2 separate regions of the Triticum aestivum genome follow, and region 2 is linked to region 1. Evidence: chromatin contacts called from public Hi-C data. All regions are on one chromosome and are shown on one strand. Each heading gives the region's core, a stretch centred on a gene start, on an enhancer-like site or on the middle of the called end of the contact. The rest is flanking DNA. Distances are from core to core; before and after follow the strand shown. Region 1 has its middle 160 kb from the start of LOC123106086. Region 2 holds the start of LOC123106086.

Evidence for each region. A called contact is a pair of places that touch in the nucleus more often than the background predicts.
Region 2: a Hi-C map of leaf shows a contact between it and region 1, with 2.9 times the contacts expected there. The contact joins the promoter of LOC123106086 here to the enhancer-like site in region 1. A contact is called at or near these places in 3 of 5 Hi-C or Micro-C datasets (all in leaf) and 1 of 1 datasets of contacts at active chromatin or transcription factors (leaf).

What each region holds. Positions count from the first base shown.
Region 1 is chr5A:695,280,305-695,283,759 of IWGSC CS RefSeq v2.1, forward strand. No RefSeq gene overlaps it. Among protein-coding and RNA genes, the nearest start is that of LOC123106086, 160 kb to the right of the region's middle. Within about 2 kb of position 2,082, at least 3 of the 8 cell types and tissues checked have an H3K27ac peak or open chromatin away from gene starts, as enhancers often do. A contact at or near this core is called in leaf, where this site is marked.
Region 2 is chr5A:695,437,998-695,441,274 of IWGSC CS RefSeq v2.1, forward strand. LOC123106086 reads left to right here and starts at 1,761. Exons shown (of 5, transcript XM_044528292.1): 1 at 1,761-2,213; 2 at 2,353-2,493; 3 at 2,768-2,899; 4 at 2,994-3,277. The coding sequence starts at 2,377.

The sequences.
Region 1 (3,455 bases), core at 832-3,331:
ATCTCAAATTCATACAAACTCATAAAACTACATCGACGCACACGCATCGTCCTGCTATTCCATCACTACACTAAATATGCCATCGGACTACCAACATTTAGCATGTTTGGCTATGGTGGAGTTCATCCACGGTTGTCCTTGCCCTTCTCGGCGCCCCTGCCGTCCTTCTCGTGAATGTACCAGTCGAAGATGCAGTAGGGAACGAGCCGAATCTGCTTGTCGCCGGAGCTGTCCTCCTTCTTCTCTTTCAGTGGCAGTTCAGCCATGGCGCAAACCGCCCGATTCTGCTCTCGAGCGAGGGCACGCGTGTTCCTCTGTTGTCGTTTCTTCACAACGCAGGTGCAGATGGCTTCCTCCTCTGCAGCCGCCCGCGCTGCCGCATCAGCCGCCACCGCCGCCACCTTTTTTGCCACGATACGGGCCTCGGCGGCCCTTATCCTCTCCTTCCCACGGCGGGCCGTCCGTTCCCGGTGGGACTCATACTCTGCCCAACCGGAGATGGGAAAGGAGAGGTGTTCCGGCTGGGACCACGAGAATCCAGCAGCAGAGGACCCGAGCACCAGTGAGCCGACGCTATGCTATGGTATCGCAGCGGACGGACTCGTCCGTTGGCCGGACGTTGTCCTCCCGGGAGCGGCGGAGTGCAATGCGGGCTGACATTGCCTCCCCCAACCCACACGGGATGACATCTCAGTCGATGAATCCGGAATGGACGGAGTCAGCTCCGCTGCCTACCATGGCGGAGAAGGCCGGAAACGGCCGGAGGTGAGCTCGGGTGGCGGAGGGGAGTGGAGTGAAGTAGCTAGGGTTTGCTCCGGCGAGCGGATGTGGACGAATATAAGTGGGGTCTGGTGGGCTAGTATGGGCTGGGTCCGACGTGGCGGGTGTGCCCAGGCGCCCCTATATTCGCCCCATATTTGGGCTGGATATGAGGGGTGCCGGTCAGCCCGGCGGTTTGAGGCCCGTTGAGGCGTATGACTGGGTCAAAAAATATATGATCGGTTAGTGACCGGACGCCCTGTCCGGACGTATGAGACGAATTTGAGAGGTCCGGTTGTAGATGCTCTAAGTGGTAAGTGGTAGTAGATGGTGCCAGCTTAATAATTTGATTAAGAGCTCTCAATCTATCTACTGTATGGAGATTCACACGCCAAACAACTGACGGCCCCACCAAGGATCTCATTCAAAGTACCGCCCATCATCTTCATATATAATGCCATTGGTTGCAAGCATATGCGCGCCTAGCTTGTCTACATAAACCAAATACTCCCTCTGATCATCATTACAACGTTTTTGCATATTTTGATATACTTTCTCCAGTCCTTTTTACTCTGCATATTAGAATTCTCTGAAGTCAAACTTCACAAAGTTTGACCGTATTTATATGAAAAAATATCAACATCTGCCATGCTAAAGTTATATAATATAAAACTTTAAGTCATGACATATCTAATCGTATTGATTTCAGATTGTGAATGTTGACACTTTTTTCTACGAAGCTGGTCAAACTTTACAAGGCTTTTTTTTTGCGAGGAAACTTTACGAGGCTTGACTTCAGTTAAATCTTATATGCGAACTAAAAAGGACCGGAGAGTAGACTAGATAAGAAATGAAAAAAATAAACAAACACACTATAACACGTCTATTTATATACTATAAATTTTTTTTTGTAACATTTCAAATAGTGAACGGAGAGAGGAGATAATATGCCGCTGGTACTACTACTTGCTACAGCAAGCTGGGAAGAGGACACTCGTTCTCTCTCCTTCGGACACGTGATCGGCACACGCACATGCCTTTCGTTTTCTCCGATGATTGAAAGCTCAGTCCACTCACTTTCTTTAGTTACTTCTTTTCTCTATCACGCGCACGGAAGAAAGACAGTACTGTATGTACCTGATTATGTAGACCGACTCGTCTCACATTATTGCTATTCGTTTCGCTGGCCTGGTCAAAAAGAAGAAGTTTATACGTTCTCCACAATGGAAGAATTATAATTTTATCGCGAGAATGGAGTATCATGCAGTGGTGAGTACGTGGCTAGCTATGGCTAGCTAGATGCCAGTAGCTTTCAACAAGTACTAGTACGTCGCTCCAAGAAGCAGGAGGGCCCCGCCTAGCCACCCATAAACTAACTATAGCTACTAAGAGTACATTTGAAGGGGCTTTTCAGGGAATAACAGGAAAATGATTGAGTGAAGTTAGGCAGATTGATCCTTGCGTAAACAAAAATATCGGCAGCACGAATGATTAATCCTCGATCTACCTTTCTGAGAGAATCTTGCCGGCCAACTACAACCATAATATCTACTCCCTCCATTTCACAATGTAGTGCTTCCTCTATTAACGTACTTCAACTTTGACCGTAAATTTAACTACCAAGACCGATTGCGGCGGGAGCAAAAATTATATCAATGAATTCGTATTCGAAAGAAGTTTTTAATTATATAATTTTTTTCTTCCGCCACAGTTGGTCTCGTTGGTTAAATTTATGGTCAAAGTTAAACCTCAGGAAGCGCAGACGCATTATATTTTGGAATGGAGGGAGTATAATATGACTTTTGATAGATGCCCCCTGGGTGTATCCTCCTTCCAAGAAAAAAGAGAAAGCTGTACGTAGTGAATTAACCAGCTCGACCCACATATCCACCGTTGATCTTTCTTGGGTTCATCCTTGGCATCATTTTTTTTATTTTGAACATTTCATCCTTGGCATCTTACTAGTGGTTGGGGCGCCACCCTGTGACACCGCTTACGAGAAAATTGTGCGCATGTTTTCATTTTTAAAAAATACATAGAGTCCTCGTCCCCGTCTAAAAAACATCTCAGAAAAAAGAACTCACCTTCATCTTAAAAAGAAGTAAAAAAAAAATTACCACCGCAGGCTACCAGCGAGCATCACTTTGCATAAGCCTCCATTTAAAAAATACAAGAGGCCTTTACATCCATCTAAAAAACACATTTAAAAAAATAATCCTTTGACATCACTTTGATATTTGATACAAGAGGCCTTCATTTAAAGAAATTTCAAAAGATTTTTCACCGCAGCCAACCAGTTTGCGCCATGTGGAACAACTGGTTGGCCGCGATGCTTAATGGGTTTAATTAATAAACCACCATGATCATTTGACATAATCTTTTCTTTTTCTTCATATTTTTCAACACCGTGGCCCGTCCTCGGATCTTTCCAATAGTTTTATAAAACAGAAAAGATAAAAATATTTGAAAAGCAATTTTTTTTTGAACAGTTCTATTATTGGACTACCCTGTTCCATTGGGTTGGATCCGCTAATTACAAATGCTAATCCTCCATTATATCAAATATCATACTATCTTTTTGAATTTCTTTACATCATAGTAATTACAAAAATGGATAGTAGTCCTAGTAATGCTAATCCTCCATTCTGTTTGGGCATCAGGGGACCACACTACCACTTGTTCTCATGCTACTCCTG
Region 2 (3,277 bases), core at 511-3,010, 160 kb after region 1:
GAGGTTTAACATGTTGATGGTGGCGGCCGACAAGAAGATAAAACTCAAAGAGAAGAACACCATTCTTGAAGAGAAGAAAGTTGAGATCGCAGCCGCTGCGGAGGACGCGAAGATGCACCTTGAAGATGGATGATTTGGATGACGATGCAAGAATGATCGTGCAAGCCGTCCATTTCAAGATGTTGAAGGGACAGAAAGATTGGCTTGAGGCGGAGGCGGAGAAGCCGTCACTTCAACATCTTGAAACGGCAGAGTGAGCGATGAGGCTCGAATGGCCAGTCCAGCAGGGCATTTTTTTGCATGAATTGCTGAACTGATGTTTTTTGTGATGGGAAATGTAAAAACTATGCGTATTTGCCTCTCTTTTTTGTTGTAAATCGGGTGGATTTGAATTTCAAATTGACCGTACTTGGGTGAACATTTGCCTCTTTTTTGTTTTTGTTGTAAATCGGGTGGATTTGAATTTTAAATTGATCGTATGTAGGTGGACATTTAGGGGGTAATTTTAGATGCCCGACTCTCATATCACTGTTCACAGACTAGTCCCCATCGGACCATGGACGGATACAGTGTCCAGGCAGCGCTGGAGATGCCCTCACCACCCAATTATATATTTCCACCTGTCTTCCTCCCCATTTCCCCCATATTCCCCCACCTGCCGATTTTTCTCTTGGTCATTTGCGGTCATGCATGAACAGGATATTCCCTGTTCCACAACACGGCGGCCGTGACTTACAAAGTGGCCAACCCAAAGCGCATGAAAGCGACAGAAGCTCCAGATACAGCCTCAGCAAATTTTCATTTCGGCAAAAACAATCCATTTTCACTATCAAAGTTGATCAGAAATGCAATTCACCTCAAACACAATGAAAAGTACATCAAGAGTCTGGACCACCGTGCCTGTAATGTAAGAACCATAGTACTAGTAGTAACTCCCGTGTGTACCACCAGCACTTATAAGACAAGATCTCCGTAAAGAGGGACCATGCACGCATGCATGCATACTCCCTCCGTTCTTAAATATTTGTTTTTCTAGACATTTTAAATGACTACTACATACGGATGTATGTAGACATATTTTATAATGTAGATTCACTCATTTTGCTCCGTATGTGGTCACTTGTTGAAATGCCTAGAAAGACAAATATTTAGGAACAGAGGGAGTAGTAAGTAATCAGTTGTTAGTCGTTGGCTTATTAAGCCGGTGGCTAGGTGTGATTATTTAGCATGCAAATTGCAATGAGGCCGACAGGGATCCATCCCCTGCCCCCTTCCACAGTTGGCACGCAGGCCAACAAGCAACACACACAAAGATCATCTCATCAGCATCGCACACCCACACGAGACACTACTTTATTCATTCATTATTCAATCCATCCAGACGTCCACACACAGACTGTCCCTGCCCTGGGTCGGGGACGGCCAAGCCCAAGATATTTTATCATCTCTCGTTGATCCTAGTACCAAGGATTTTTATTTTAACCCAGAACAAAAACCGGTTCAACAGTCAACATTCAGCACCTAATTTCTGCAGAAAAATTCACAGCCAGTTGAAATGCCATATTTCCAAAACTCAGAGCTCACGGTGGGAGCATAATTGACGGGCTCTGTAGCAGCAGCAGCAGTACCAAATGGAAGTGCAGGGATCCGAATTCACAGCAGCGGCAGCAGCAGTAGTTCCAAAGACCCGAGCTTTTGGAGGAGAAAAGGAAACAGTGCAGGGGTCCAATATCAGCACTCACTCTACCAGTAAAAAAATACCCCTCCCTACTCCAAAAGAGAGAGCAGCGGCAGCAGAGAAGCAGAGAGGAGAAAAGCAGGAGAGAGAGGAGTAGCTGACACTACAGCTGAGACGGGACAGCGGCACCCAGAGCAACCACAGCTCCCCTCCCTCCCCTCCCTCTATCCCGTGGAAGGAGACCCAGATCGGCTCGGCTCCTCGCTCGCTCGCTGTCCGGCGGTAAAAAGGAGCAGGGGGCAGATTCATCGCAGACAGGTAGGGGAGCGGAGAAAGAAAACAACTCGGCGCAACAGCGACGGCCGAGATGTGGTGAAAGAGAGAGCTGCCTCCCTCCCTCCCTGCCTGCCTGGGGAAAGAAAGAGAGTAGAGAGAGGAAAAACATCACAAGAAAAGCATGCAGAAAGGAGGAGGAGGCCAGTAGCTAGCTAGCTTCCTCCCCTGCATCGGCCGCCAATTGTTTTCCCTCGCCGAGGTAAGTAAAATCTTGGCCGATGTTTTCTTGTTTTAATCCGTTGTTTATTTAGTATATTTGGTTGCCTTTCCTCCTGCCGGTCGATTTGTTTGTTTGATCTCAATTAGCTTCTCTGTTGCTTGCTTGTTGTTGGGTACAGTCCAGTCCAGGGAGGGGGCAGATCATGGCCGCCGTCATGGATTTGGATCTCAACTGCGCGCCGCCGTCGCCGGAGCCCGCGCCCCAGGACCACCGCCTCGGCCACGCAATGCTCCGCCAAGAACACGCCTACCGCCACCAGGTGCCTTCCCCTGCTTACCTACTTGCTCCCCGCAAAAATCTCTTCTTTCCTCACCAGCCAGCCCGTGTAAATCACGATTAAAAAATACTACTAAAATAGTGATCTAAATGCTCTTATATTAGTTTACGGAGGGAGTAAATAATACAGCCACGAATAAAAGTCAATTATTTTCGCAATTTCTTCGGCAGATTGGATAGATGTAAAGCTAATTTGGTTGTTGTACTGTTAAATATTTCCCTTGCTCATGTGGTTGCATCTGATTTGGTGTTTGTAGGTCGAGGACCTGCATAGGCTGTATTGGGCGCACAGGAATCTCAGGCCTGATGTGCCCTTCTGGGAGCAATCCCATGATGTCCTCTATCCCACCCATTCCATGCCCATGGCTACTTCCTCCCAATCCCACATGGTGAGCTATGCTATTCAGGCCAAACAGGAATTACCTAAACTTTCCCCAAATTCATGCTGCTAAATCAACAAGTCTCTCTGCTTTGCTGCCACAGATTGATCCGGATCTGCTGGGTGCTTCTTCTCATGAGCTACGAGGCAAGCAGGCCATTTGGTGTGGCAATGGGGTTGCAGGGAATTTGGGCGCCGAGGGTTCTTCAGTCAGGAGGAAGCCTGATCATGGTGGTGGTGTGCAGGGGAGGTCTGGTTACCGTCGCATGATCGATCTAGAGAAACCAGCGACATCAGAGGACGACGATGATGATGTGGAGATCTTATCTCCTGCTCGGTTCAGTGACTATGCCAAGCGCAATGCTGGGTTTGTGGATAATTCTCAGTG